Regions from separate parts of the Callithrix jacchus genome. Here region 2 is linked to region 1. The links are chromatin contacts, called in public Hi-C maps. All regions are on one chromosome and are shown on one strand. The core of a region is the stretch at or near the end of the contact, and the rest is flanking DNA. Distances in the headings are between cores, read along the strand shown.

Region 1 (6,161 bases), core at 1,320-3,819:
GCCGAGGCGGGTGGATCATGAGGTCAACAGATCGAGAGCATCCTGGTCAACATGGTGAAACCCCGTCTCTACTAAAAATACAAGAAATTATCTGGGCATGGTGGCGTGTTCCTGTAATCCCAGCTACTCAGGAGGCTGAGGCAGAAAAATTGCCTGAACTCAGGAGGCGGAGGTTGCGGTGAGCCAAGATTGTGTCATTGCACTCCAGCCTGGGTAAGAAGAGCGAAACTCCGTCTCAAAAAAAAAAAAAAAAAAAAAAGACTTAAGCTTTCTTTTGCCCAAGGGTTAAGCTTTTTTTTTTTTTTTTTTTTTTTTTTTTTTTTTTTGAGACAGAGTCTCACTCTGCCATAGCCCAATCTTGGCTCACTGCAACCTCTGCCTACTGGGTGCAAGCAATACTCCTACTTCAGTCTCCCAAGTAGCTGGCGTGCACTACCAGTCCCGACTAATTTTTGTATTTTTAGTAGAGAGGGGTTTTCACCATGTTGACCAGGCTGGTCTCAAACTCTTGACCTCAGCTGATCTGCCCCTCCTCGGCCTCCCAAAGTGATGGATTACAGGCCTGAGCCACAGCACCTGGCCTAAGGCTTAAATTTTTCGGATGGCTTTTCAGAGGTAAATGAAACTTATACATATGAATCTTTCAATTAGGGGTCAGAATCACTAATGGGTGATGAAATAACTTTCGTGGTTTATGATCAGCATTTGTTAAAATACGGAACAGAAAAAAACAAATAAAATAGAGAAAAGAACATACCAGTGTACCTTATGACATTTTTTCATGAAGCTTGTGTTTCAGTTTTGTATGTGCAGGTAATTGTGCTTGTGTGTGTAGTGGGTACCAATGTAAAATGTATTCGTGCGATGGATCTGGGTGAAAAACGTTTAAGTCATTAGTCCAGGTTATTCCTCCATCCATTTGTTAGGTGACATACAGCATAGTACAGTGGAGCCAGAATACATACTGCATCTCAGTTCTTCAATCTTTATTTTTTTAATTTTGTTTTTGTTTCTGGGTTGGTTGGTTGTTTTCGTTTTTTTTACGGAGTTTTGCTCTTGTTTCTCAGGCTGAAGTGCAGGGGCTCAATGATCTTGGCTCACCGCAACCTCTGCCTCCCGGGTTCAAGTGATTCTCCTGTCTCAGCCTCCTGAGGAGCTGAGATTACAGAAGCCCAACACTATGCCTGGCTAAATTCTTCGATCTTTTTTTTTTTTTTCTTTCTTTCGAGACGGAGTTTCACTGTTGTTACCCAGACTGGAGTGCAATGGCACGATCTCGGCTCACTGCAACCTCCGCCTCCTGGGTTCAAGCAAATCTCCTACCTCAGCCTCCCAAATAGCTGGGACTACAGGCACGCGCCACCATGCCCAGCTAATTTTTGTATTTAATTTTTGTATTTTTGGTAGAGATGGGGTTTCACCTTGTTGACCAAGATGGTCTCGATCTCCTGACCTCGTGATCCACCCGCCTCGGCCTACCAAAGTGCTGGGATTATAGGCGTGAGACACCGCGCCCGGCCATTCTTCAATCTTTAAAGTGAGGATAATAACAGTACCTACCGGCCGGGCGCAGTGGCTCACGCCTGCAACCCCAGCAATTTGGAAGGCCGAGGCGGGTAGATCACGAGGTCAGGAGTTCGAGACCACTGCGGCCAACATGGTGAAACCCCATCTCTACTTCAAATTTAGTTGGGTGTGGTGGCAGGCGCCTAAAATCCCAGCTATTCGGGAGGCTGAAGCCGGATAATTGCTTGAACCTGGGAGGCAGAGGTTGCAGCGAGCCGAGCCGAGATCGTGCCACTGCACTCCAGCCTGGGTGACAGAGGAAGCCTCCGCCGGCAGGTGGTGGGGTGGGAGGGACATAGCACTTACCTATAGGCTTGCTGAAAGTTAAATGGGTTAATATTTATAAAGGCTCTTACCACAGTGCCAGGCATTGTGCCCACGGGTCCAGAGATAAAAAGACGAATGAGAAATAGCCCCAGCCTCAATGCACTTCGTTGTGGGGTTTTCTCCTTATTGGAAGGAGGGATTCACAAAATGTTTCTCTCATGTTTTCCTCTTCGTAATCCTACACCTACCTAGTAGCAAGACTGTCAGAGAAATGAGCCGAGGGCGTCCCCCGGTGGCGCAGCGTCGCCTTCGGTCTAAGGACTTGGGGCCAGGGGGGCCTCTTGGCTTCGCACTACAACTCCCACCAGGCATCTCTCCTTCTCTGGCCTCTAATAGGGAGTGCGTCTTGTAGTCCAGCGCCGGGCAACTTCCGCGCCTACCGTCGCGTAAACCGGAAAAACTGCACCGCTCAGAATTGTGTCCGGGTCGACGCGGCGCGAGGCTTGTTGGGAGACGCATAACACCGATTTTCTTCCGCCAGCCGGCTAAATAGTCCCATGTGCACGTTGTTCCACGGATAAGTAAACGCTAGGAACGCCTTCCAACCCTGTATTTCAGTAGAAATGCTAAACGTAAAGGAATATTTGAGTAAAGTGAGTTGCCATTCTTGACGCCTGTCACCTACGGTGTGCGCGTAGGGATCTCTCAATATATAAGAGGGCCCTGCCGCTTGTCGCATTCTTTCTCCGCTGAGAGCTTCCAAGATGGTGAGTCCTACTGCGTGGTAAGCGTGGGGGTCGGGTGCGGACTCTGGGATTGTAGAGATTGGAGATCCTCGAGCACGGCTGAGGAGTGGGTAGAGTGTACGTTTGCCCCGGGGCTTGGTGGGATTTGCGGAGGAACAGGAGATCCGAGCAGCGCCTTCCTGGAGGCTCCCAGTGCGGCTTGTAGCCAGAAAGAGCATGAGGCTGGGTAAGTTGCGCGGCCTTCCTAACAGGTTTTCCATCCTGATGTAGACAAAGAAAAGAAGGAACAACGGTCGTGCCAAAAAGGGCCGCGGCCATGTTCAGCCTATTCGCTGCACGAATTGTGCCCGATGCGTGCCCAAGGATAAGGCCATTAAGAAATTCGTCATTCGAAACATAGTGGAGGCCGCAGCAGTCAGGGATATTTCTGAAGCGAGCGTCTTTGATGGTAAGTGAGCCACTGGCGAGAACTGCGTGAGGCTCTCAGTATCTAAAAGCCTTTCCCGAACCTCGACTTATTTACAGGCTCCGTTCGTTGGAGCCTCTCAGGCAATTTCCACGTATTTAAGGTGGTTGCTGGTAGAAGAGAACAGTGTAGTATATTTTCTTGTTTGTTGTTTTGATTCTTCTCTGGGCAGGGGGTGACTTTTTGTGATACAGCACACAGCCTTTACTGTGAGGTAAAAGTTCGCCTGTTTCGGGTCTGAGGTTCCAAAAAACACTAGGAATTTGGTAAATTTGACAATTCTTGTATTATTGATTATTTGTAGAGAGCAAAGTTCAGGGTAGGCATTAGGGCTGGTGTAGCTGTTGAAGGAACTGGATTCTCGGTTTGTTGCATTCAAAGTGTCAGTCTGGTCCTTGTAGTGTTAAGATGAACTCACGTGGGATGTTACTCATTTGTAAAACTTAGGGTTGTACGTCAGCTGCTTTGGGGGTACTTTTGTGTGCCTGACAGGCATTTAAATAAGTTTGGCTTTACTTGATGTAAATATGGCAGATGCTGTTGGTTCGCGTAACAAAAAAGCAATGTAGGTATATGATACCAGTATAACTATTTTCTATTCCTTAGCCTATGTACTTCCCAAGCTCTATGTGAAGCTACATTACTGTGTGAGTTGTGCAATTCACAGCAAAGTAGTCAGGAATCGATCTCGTGAAGCCCGCAAGGACCGAACACCTCCACCCCGATTTAGACCTGCGGTGAGTATTTTAAAAGGAGACTGGAAGCCAGGGCAGTGATGGTTTAAATTAAGATCTTTGCCTCAGGTTAAGGTGTAGGCAGATGAGACCCACGCCTAAACATGCTTATTAGAGACACTGCAAAGCAGTGTTAGAATCAGAATTGGTTTTCAGTGTTCTGCCTCCACCTCTACCAGCTTCCAATGCATTTGTAGCTTGAATACATTGAGAGGATGGTGTCAAGTTATTTGAGGGAAGGAAGTCTTGGATTCATGGTTTTTAATTTATTCTTTTGTTTTTGCTTTTTTTCTTCGCTGCAGCACAGAACAAATTCACTCTTCTTTTTGTCTTTCAGGGTGCTGCCCCACGACCCCCACCAAAACCTATGTAAGGAGCTGAGTAAAAGACTGAAGATAACTATTCTCTGGAGAAAAATAAAATGGAAATTGTACTTGATATTGCTTATTAAGTGTATCTGTGCCAGATAGGGTGGGGATTTTGTGTGTGTTAGACCAAGTGTGAAATAACAAGCAGTATTTTCGTGGGGAAGAAAGCTTATTTATGTAATCAATTTTTTGTTGTTGGTGGTGGGGAGGGGTGGGAGATGTAGTCTTGCTCTGTTGCCCAGGCTGGAGTGCAATGATGCTATCTCAGCTCGTTGCAACCTCTGCCTCCTGGGTTCAAGCGATTCTCCTGCCTTGGCTTTCCAAGTAGCTAGAATTAGAGACATGTGCCATCACACCCAGCTAATTTTTTGTATTTTTAGTAGAAATAGGGTTTTACCATATTGGCCAGGCTGGTCTGGAACTCCTGACCTCAGATAATTAACCCCTTAGGCTTCCCAAAGTGCTGGGATTACAGGTGTGAGCCATCTTGCCTGGCTATTCATTTAATAAACCTTGTTTGCAGTCATATCCTTGGCTTCACAACTTGCTGTGTGAAATAAAAAGTTGAGGCACCTGTGACTGTTGCATTCATTCAACTGCGTCAATTTTAAGTTGACATTCTAAAACTGGGTACAAATTAGGAGAATAAGGAAAAACAGTTGAGAGAGGAGCATATTGTGAAGTGACTGAAAATTGAGGTGTTATACCCCTGGAGGGGGACTTGAATAGTAGGTGGCTGTCTTAAGGATAGCGTCAGAGCCTAAAAGGATTCATGTTCAGATCCTTACTTTCCTACCTTGGAAAAAGTCACTAAAGACAGTTGTAGAAACCTGAGACATCCCAGGAAGTATAGAGATGGTGTGTGACAACAGTTTTGTCCTTGAATTCAGGGAAAAATAATCTATTTGGGAGTAAATCGTTCTTACTGCCAGTAAAAGGTTAAACCTATATAGTGTGGAGATTTTAAGACACTTGGGAGCTGCCTGCACTCCTGTCCCCTTTCACGCAGTTCTACCTCAACCTCCCAAATTGCTGGGATTACGTGCATGTGCCAGCTAATTTATTTTTTTGGTAGAGATGGGGTTTCACCATGTTTGCCAGGCTGGCCTCAAACTCCTGACCTCAAGTGATCCACCTACCTTGACCTCTCAAAAGTGCTGGTGGTGTAAGCCACCACACTCAGCCTAAGAAGGGTAGAGTAAGTGTGGAGGTTGTCTTGTTAATTGAATGCACTCCTCCACAAAAGTTCTAGACAGGAACTGCTGAGCTGACTTGATTATCAGTGTACCAGTGCATGTACTGGAATACCTGTGGCAAATCTTAGAGTTTTGTAAGCACATTAAATTTGGCAATATAAATCCTTTAGGGAGACTCAAGTTATCACTGTCCTTCCTTTACACTTACTACACTGTAATAACTTCATCACACCAAGGGTAAACAGGAAGTGACAAGAAAATTAGAGGTCCAAGGCAAAAATGGGTGCTGAATCTGATCCTAAATTCCAGCTTGCTCTGTATGACCAGATTCAAATACTAAATCATGGCTGTAGTTGTACTTCGAGAACTGATCAAGATTTCTCTTGAAGTGTAGAGGCACAGCCTGTCACATGGGTTCTAAACCTTTTCTGAGTTTACAAACTCAAAACATACTCTTGGTTCTAAGTACAGAGTATGCTGTTTGATTCTGTCTCCAGGAATCTCACTCTGTTGCTCAGGCTGCAATGCAGTGGCGTGATCTCAGCTCACTGCAGCTTTTACCTCACAGGTTCAAGCAATTCTGCTTCAACCACCCAAGTAGCTGGGATTACGGACTCCTGCCACCATGCCTGGCTAATTTTTTTTTTTTTTTGAGACGGAGTTTTCGCTGTTGTTACCCAGGCTGGAGTGCAATGGCACGATCTCAGCTCACCGCAACCTCTGCCTCCTGGGTTCAGGCAATTCTCCTGCCTCAGCCTCCTGAGTAGCTGGGATTACAGGCACGCACCACCATGCCCAGCTAACTTTTTTTGTATTTT
Region 2 (6,161 bases), core at 1,652-4,151, 280 kb before region 1:
TAATCCCAGCACTTTGGGAGGCAAGGCAGGTGGATCACTTGAGGTCAGGAGTTCGAGAACAGCCTGGCCAACATGGTGAAACCCTGTCTCTGCTAAAAATACAAAAATTAGCCGGACATGGTGGCGCATGCCTGTAATCCCAGCTACTCGGGAGGCTGAGGATAGGAGAATCACTTGAACCTGGGAGGCAGAGGTTGCAGTGAGCCAAGATCTCGCCACTGCATGCCAGCCTGGGTGACAGAGCAAGACCCTGTCTGTCTGTCTGTCTGTCTCTCTCTCTCTCTCTCTCTCTCTCTCGATATATATATATATATCCCCATCTTACAGGTGAGGGATCTGAGGTATAAAGAGGTTTAATAACTTGTCCAAGTTCACACAACCAGAAAAGGGAGAGAGCTGCGACTTGAGCCCAGCCAGCCTACTACTAGTCTAGAAGCTAAGCGATTCATCTCCATATCTCATAGAATGGTGCAGATGTATCTGGGAGAAGCAGCTGCTCTAGACCTGGAGTCAGGAAAGGATTCTTGGATGGCATCCATACTGAGGCCTGAAGAAAGAGTAAATCTGGCCAAGAGACTGGTGGGTGGGAAGGAGTGGAAGTAGTAGGGGAGTTGTTCTAGGAAGAAGAAACAACCTGTTCAAAGATTCAGAAATGATCAAGGGGACGAGGGTGGAACATGACATTCAGGCTTCTAGCCTGGATGACTGCCATTCACTAAAATGAAAAGCTGCAGGATGGGACACATTTTAGGGAGAAAGAAGGAGTTCTCTGTTTAACCTGTGATGTCTGAAGTGCCTTGAAACATCCAGATTAAGATAGGAGGCATCTGGCCTAGAGTTCTGGCTGATTCTGTTTGTTTATCTAGTGTTCTTTCTTTCTCTGTTTTTTTGTTTGTTTTTGTTTTAGGTGGAGTCTTGCTCTGCAGTCCAGGCTAGAGTGCAGTGGCACGATCTTGGCTCACTGCAACCTCTGCCTCCCAGGTTCAAGTAATTTTCCTGCCTCAGCCTCCTGAGAAGCTGGAACTACACCAGTTGGGATAGCCGAGCCACCGCACTAGGCTCAGTTTTGTATTTTCAGTAGAGACGGGATTTCACCATGTTGGCCAGGCTGGTTTTGAACTCCTGACCTCAGGTGATCTGCCTTTCTTGGCCTGCCACAGGCTGGGATTACAGGCCCGAGCCACCTCACTGGGCCCAAACATTTTCAATTTGCCTATTGCTCCAGGGCTTTCAGATCCAGAAATAAGCCTGGAAAACCTGAAGTCAGAAGTTAGGCACCTTCAAGACATTTTTTTTTTGAGATGGAGTTTTGCTGTTGTTACCCAGACTGGAGTGCAATGGCGCTATCTCGGCTCACCGCAACCTCTGCATCCTGGGTTCCAGCAATTCTGCCTCAGCCTCCCGAGTAGCTGGGACTACAGGCGCGCACCACCATTCCCAGCTAATTTTTTATATTTTTAGTAGAGACAGGTTTCACCTTGTTGACCAGGATGGTCTCAATCTCTTGACCTCGTGATCCACCTGCCTCGGCCTCCCAAAGTGCTGGGATTACAGACTTGAGCCACCGCGCCCGGCAAGACAGTTTTTTAAATTTTAGTACTCTTCTACTCTGCCCTCTGGCTGTGCCCAGATTCACACCTGAAGACTAGTGTTGGTCCCACATCTGCATTTCATCTCGTGCTTCTGAGTGCAGACTCCTCTCCCATCCTCACCCTTGCAACCTCCAGCCCCTTCTCAGACTTCTAAGACCCTGCAGATCCAAAAACATAGCTAGAAATCCAGAGATCCAGATAATTCTTCAAGTATAGCAGCCTCTAGCCGGCTCCTCCCACCCCTTCCCCAGTGGCCTCCAGCTCCTGCCTTTTCCACCCGGCTGATTCCCTTAGTCCTGTTAAGCTCCAATTTCAAGCTCACAGTCTTCCCAGCTCTATGTCTTCCCGTTTCAGTTCTTCACACCACCTCTCCACCTTCTTAGGTCGTCCCTGGCCTCTTCCTCTCTTAGTCCCCTTAATCCCCCTGATGAGCCTAGCCTGATGCTTCCTTCCATGGCTTCTTTGAGCATCTTTGAGCTACCTCTGGTAGCTAGAGCTCCTCTAGGCTCAAGTTCTCCACCTCTGTCCCCTGGGCTCTCTGTGCTCCCACCAAGGCTGACTCTGGTGCCTCCTTCTCTGAGGAGTTTCTGCCTTTCCTCCCCCTAACCCCCTACCAGTCCCCTGCACCTGCCTCCTCAGGGCCTCCCTTGGTATCTCCCTGTCTATGCCCCCTCTCCTCTCCTGTCCTGATTTCTCTCCACTGCCCCCTTCCCCGTCTTTCCCAGGGCACTGTTCTGTCCTGTCAGTTCCTCTGCTCTTGTTCCCATCTCCTGACCCTTAATCTTTGTGATCTGGCTCCGTAGACCCCTGTCTCCCCCTGTCTAGTGGTACTCCTCTGCTAACCATTTTTATCTCCACTCTAACTCTCCCACTAGCTGTCCCAGTCTTTCTCCTCCTTGGTTCTGTGTCTCCCACAGACACACTGTTTCCCTCCCTAGCTAGGTCTCTCTGCGTCTTTTCCATAACTCTTCTTTTCCTCCTTTGTCTCTCCCTCTCTCTCCTCCTCTTCCTATCTGTCTGTCTCTTTCCCCTTTATCTCTCTGATTCTCCTTGGTCTCTCTGGCTCTGACTTTCCCTCTATATCCGCCCCCCACCCCACCCCTCATATCTCTGTCTCTTCATCTCTCTTTGGCGCGCGCTCGCTCGCTCTCTCTCTCTCTCTCTCTCTCTATTCCTCCGCTCTCTCCGGCTCCCTCTCTCGCCTCGAATGACAGCGCTGCCTCTTTTGTTGGCTCCGCAGCCAATCGCGGCCGCTGACGACACGGGGGCCGGGGCTATAAAGGGCCTGGCCCGGACTCGGGCCCCCCCAGCCGCCCGCCCCGGCCGCCCGCCCGCCCCGCCCGCGCGCCCGCCGCCCCCGGCCCCCCGGGTCCCCCCTCGGCCGGGCAGCCCCCAATCCCGCGCCGCCCGGACCCCCTCCTCTTCCCTCCCTCCTCCCCCCGCCCCCTCCCCGCGGGACTCCGGCGTCCCCGCCCCCCAGTCCTCCCCTCCCCTCCAGCATGGTGCTCGCGGCCCCGCTGCTGCTGGGCTTCCTGCTCCTCGCCCTGGAGCTGCGGCCCCGGGGGGAGGCGGCCGAGGGCCCCGCGGCGGCGGCGGCGGCGGCGGCGGCGGCGGCGGCGGCGGCAGGGGTCGTGGGGGAGCGCTCCAGCCGGCCAGCCGCGTCCGTAGCGCCCGAGCCGGACGGCTGCCCCGTGTGCGTGTGGCGGCAGCACAGCCGCGAGCTGCGCCTGGAGAGCATCAAGTCGCAGATCTTGAGCAAACTGCGGCTCAAGGAGGCGCCCAACATCAGCCGCGAGGTGGTGAAGCAGCTGCTGCCCAAGGCGCCGCCGCTGCAGCAGATCCTGGACCTACACGACTTCCAGGGCGACGCGCTGCAGCCCGAGGACTTCCTGGAGGAGGACGAGTACCACGCCACTACCGAGACCATCATTAGCATGGCCCAGGAAAGTAAGTGGGCTGCGGGGCGCGAGCAGTGGGGTGCTGGCTCTGGCCCCCACGAAGGGCGCCTTCTGCTTCTAAGCGGGGCACTCCCTGCTGCCCCTGCCCGGAAGCTTTTTCTGCTAAAACTTGACGAATTAGGGAGCAGGGGCTACTCCATAGAAGTTTTTCGAGCAGTGGAGATGGGCTGCAAAGTTGTATGCACGCCCAGTTCCCGAAGGTTGGAGCGGGGGGGTAAATGGGGCGGGTTTCGAGATACTGCCTTCCACCCCAGTATGCGAAAAAGACCCTTGTTGGAGTCCGGGGACGCTGGGGCTGGGCAGCTAGTCTGTCCTGAAGAGCCGTGATGGGGAGGCTGGAGAACAGAATCCGGAGGCTTCGGGAACCCGGCAACCCCAGCTATGCTCTCTGCCTCCCAATGGCCCTGGCGCTGACTCCTCACTCCGTGCTCTGTCGGCATCGTGTCCATCGGGTGCAGAGAACTGTGTGCTCTGCTCTCTTCCTTTCCCAGGAATAGGGTCCCATAACCTTTACACCTCCTGGCAGCCCAGCTGGCACGCTTTTCATCCTGAGCCTTGTCTCATACCGGGTATCGCAAGGAGCCGGAAAAACTGTGCCTTATTGATACCGACCGAGCTCAGAGAACTCAACTCCATTGCGCTGGGGGCTAAGGACACTCATTGGCTACTCAAACCTTAGTGTTCCATCCCTTATTCGCCCACTCGTTCTGGACTTGAGCGATAGGAAGACCTAGGACTACCTATCTATAGGTAAGACTAGATAGGTAGTCCTAGGTCTTCCTATCTCTCAAGTCCTATCTAGTACTACCACAGCTGGACTTGAGAGATAGGAAGACCTAGGAAAAAAAGATAAAGAAATAGATGGGGGAGCGGGAACCCAGGCATCGGAGTCCCTGACCAAAAGGAAGATGAACATATAATAGACATGAGCTGCTTTGAAATTTTATGGCCTGGAAAATCCAAGGGAATACTACACCCCGCCACCTTTCCAGCTCTCCCTAGGGTCAGGTGACTCCTTCTTCTCCCCCACCCCACTGAGGTCTCCCCCTCCGCCCAACTCCAGGGAACCAGGCCTCTCTTATTCCCTAGCGGTTTGGCAAGGTCCCTCCCCACACACACACCCCCCACAGCCCCCTGCAACACACACACAGTTTGGTTTTATGACTGTGAACAGAAGACGGGGGAGACTGGTTTATTGGCAGATGGGTCATAAAAAGCTGGGGGCTGAGGGGCGTCCCAGTGGCCAACCCCCATGGAAGAGGCACAGGAACCCAGGTGTGCATCTGGGAGGCTGAGTGCCTCACATTGCCACTGGTATTTCTGCAGACCTCAATTCCACAGGACTTGGTCAAGGCTGTTAAATTCAAAGAACCAGGAAACTAACTGGGTGTGGGGGTGGGAGGCATGGGGCATCTGGTCTTGGATTCCTCAGTTTCCCTTCTATTCTTAAGGCTTCTGCTTATGGAAGCTAGGGTCAGTCTCAGATCGACTGAGGGCAGAGGGAGGGAGTGGTGTTTCTAGGAAACAGAGTTATAGAGGAATTCAGATCAAGAGTTTACTGGAAGAAGAAGGTTACATAGGGAAAAGATACTCTAGTCTATATGGTGTAGTGTGTGTGAAGATTTCCAGGATGGGTGATGGGGCTGTGGATTTCCCTTTGCCCCTAAATATCCTTAGCATCCCTTAACCAACAGGCCTGAGCCCACCAGAGTTAGCTCTGGTAATAGCAATACAGGGAAGTGAAGGGACCCTGCCTACAGGAGTTGGGCTGTGCAGGTGAGGCCTGGGTAGGTGGGGAGGGGACACCAGCTGGTGGAATCCCATCCTAACTTCCACTGCCGCCACCCAGGACTGGTACAATTAGGGAACTGTGTCTCCGGCCAGGTATTGTGCGTCCCCTTTAAGAGCCTAGCTGCACTCTTAAGAGAGGGAGGGGGAGTGGAGGGGAGGGGAGGGAGAGAGGGGAAAAGGAAAAAGAGACTTTTATAGTCTAATCCCCAGGGACCCGCTTTAATAAGAGACTTGTGCTCTGCTAATCGGGGGAGGTGTTTGTCAGCAGAGATGGCCTCCATTCCCTTCCCCCTCCGTCCCCTCCCCCAGCCCTCAACCCTGGACCCCAGCCCCCACCTCTCCTAGGCTGCTCTGCCTGCCCTAGTTCCCTCTACCCTCTCAGGCTCTCCCACCGAGGCTTCATCCTGGGAACCCAGCCCCCTGCCCTTCTGGGAACCAAGCCCAGCCCCTGAGTTTCTCTCTCATCCCCACACCAAGAGGCCCCTGCCCTCTCAGCCCAACCTCCTGCCCTTAGGCCTTCCAGCCAGGGTTGGGAGTGTGTGTGTTGGGGGGTTAGGGTGGGGGGAAGGGGAGGAGGTGGTGTGCAGGGAGGGGGTTGGGCATTTGCTGAAAATAGTGCAATGACCTCTCTCTCCCACCAGCGCCGCCTACTAAACCTGACCTGCTGCCTGCCACCAGCCAGATCAATTCAACACAGATGTGGCCCCTTTTCCTCCCCATCAGAGCTCGGCATATGTGTGTTGGGGACTCACTAAAGCCCGGTTTCCCTCTGTGGCTCTACCTGCTTCTCCTTTGTTCCTCCGTCCGTACCCTTTCTATC

What was found. A called contact is a pair of places that touch in the nucleus more often than the background predicts.
Region 2: a Hi-C map of induced pluripotent stem cells shows a contact between it and region 1, with 4 times the contacts expected there. The contact joins the promoter of GDF11 here to the promoter of RPS26 in region 1. A contact is called at or near these places in 2 of 3 Hi-C or Micro-C datasets (induced pluripotent stem cells and skeletal muscle).

What each region holds. Positions count from the first base shown.
Region 1 is chr9:63,633,375-63,639,535 of calJac240_pri, reverse strand. RPS26 (ribosomal protein S26) reads left to right here and starts at 2,569. Exons shown (of 4, transcript XM_002745614.7): 1 at 2,569-2,600; 2 at 2,850-3,027; 3 at 3,652-3,782; 4 at 4,117-4,723. The coding sequence starts at 2,598. The coding sequence ends at 4,152.
Region 2 is chr9:63,911,014-63,917,174 of calJac240_pri, reverse strand. It overlaps GDF11 (growth differentiation factor 11), which reads left to right and starts at 2,901. Exons shown (of 3, transcript XM_002807114.7): 1 at 2,901-3,539. The coding sequence starts at 3,092. LOC128928560 (a long non-coding RNA gene) reads left to right here and starts at 4,176. Exons shown (of 2, transcript XR_008473825.2): 1 at 4,176-4,300; 2 at 5,983-6,121.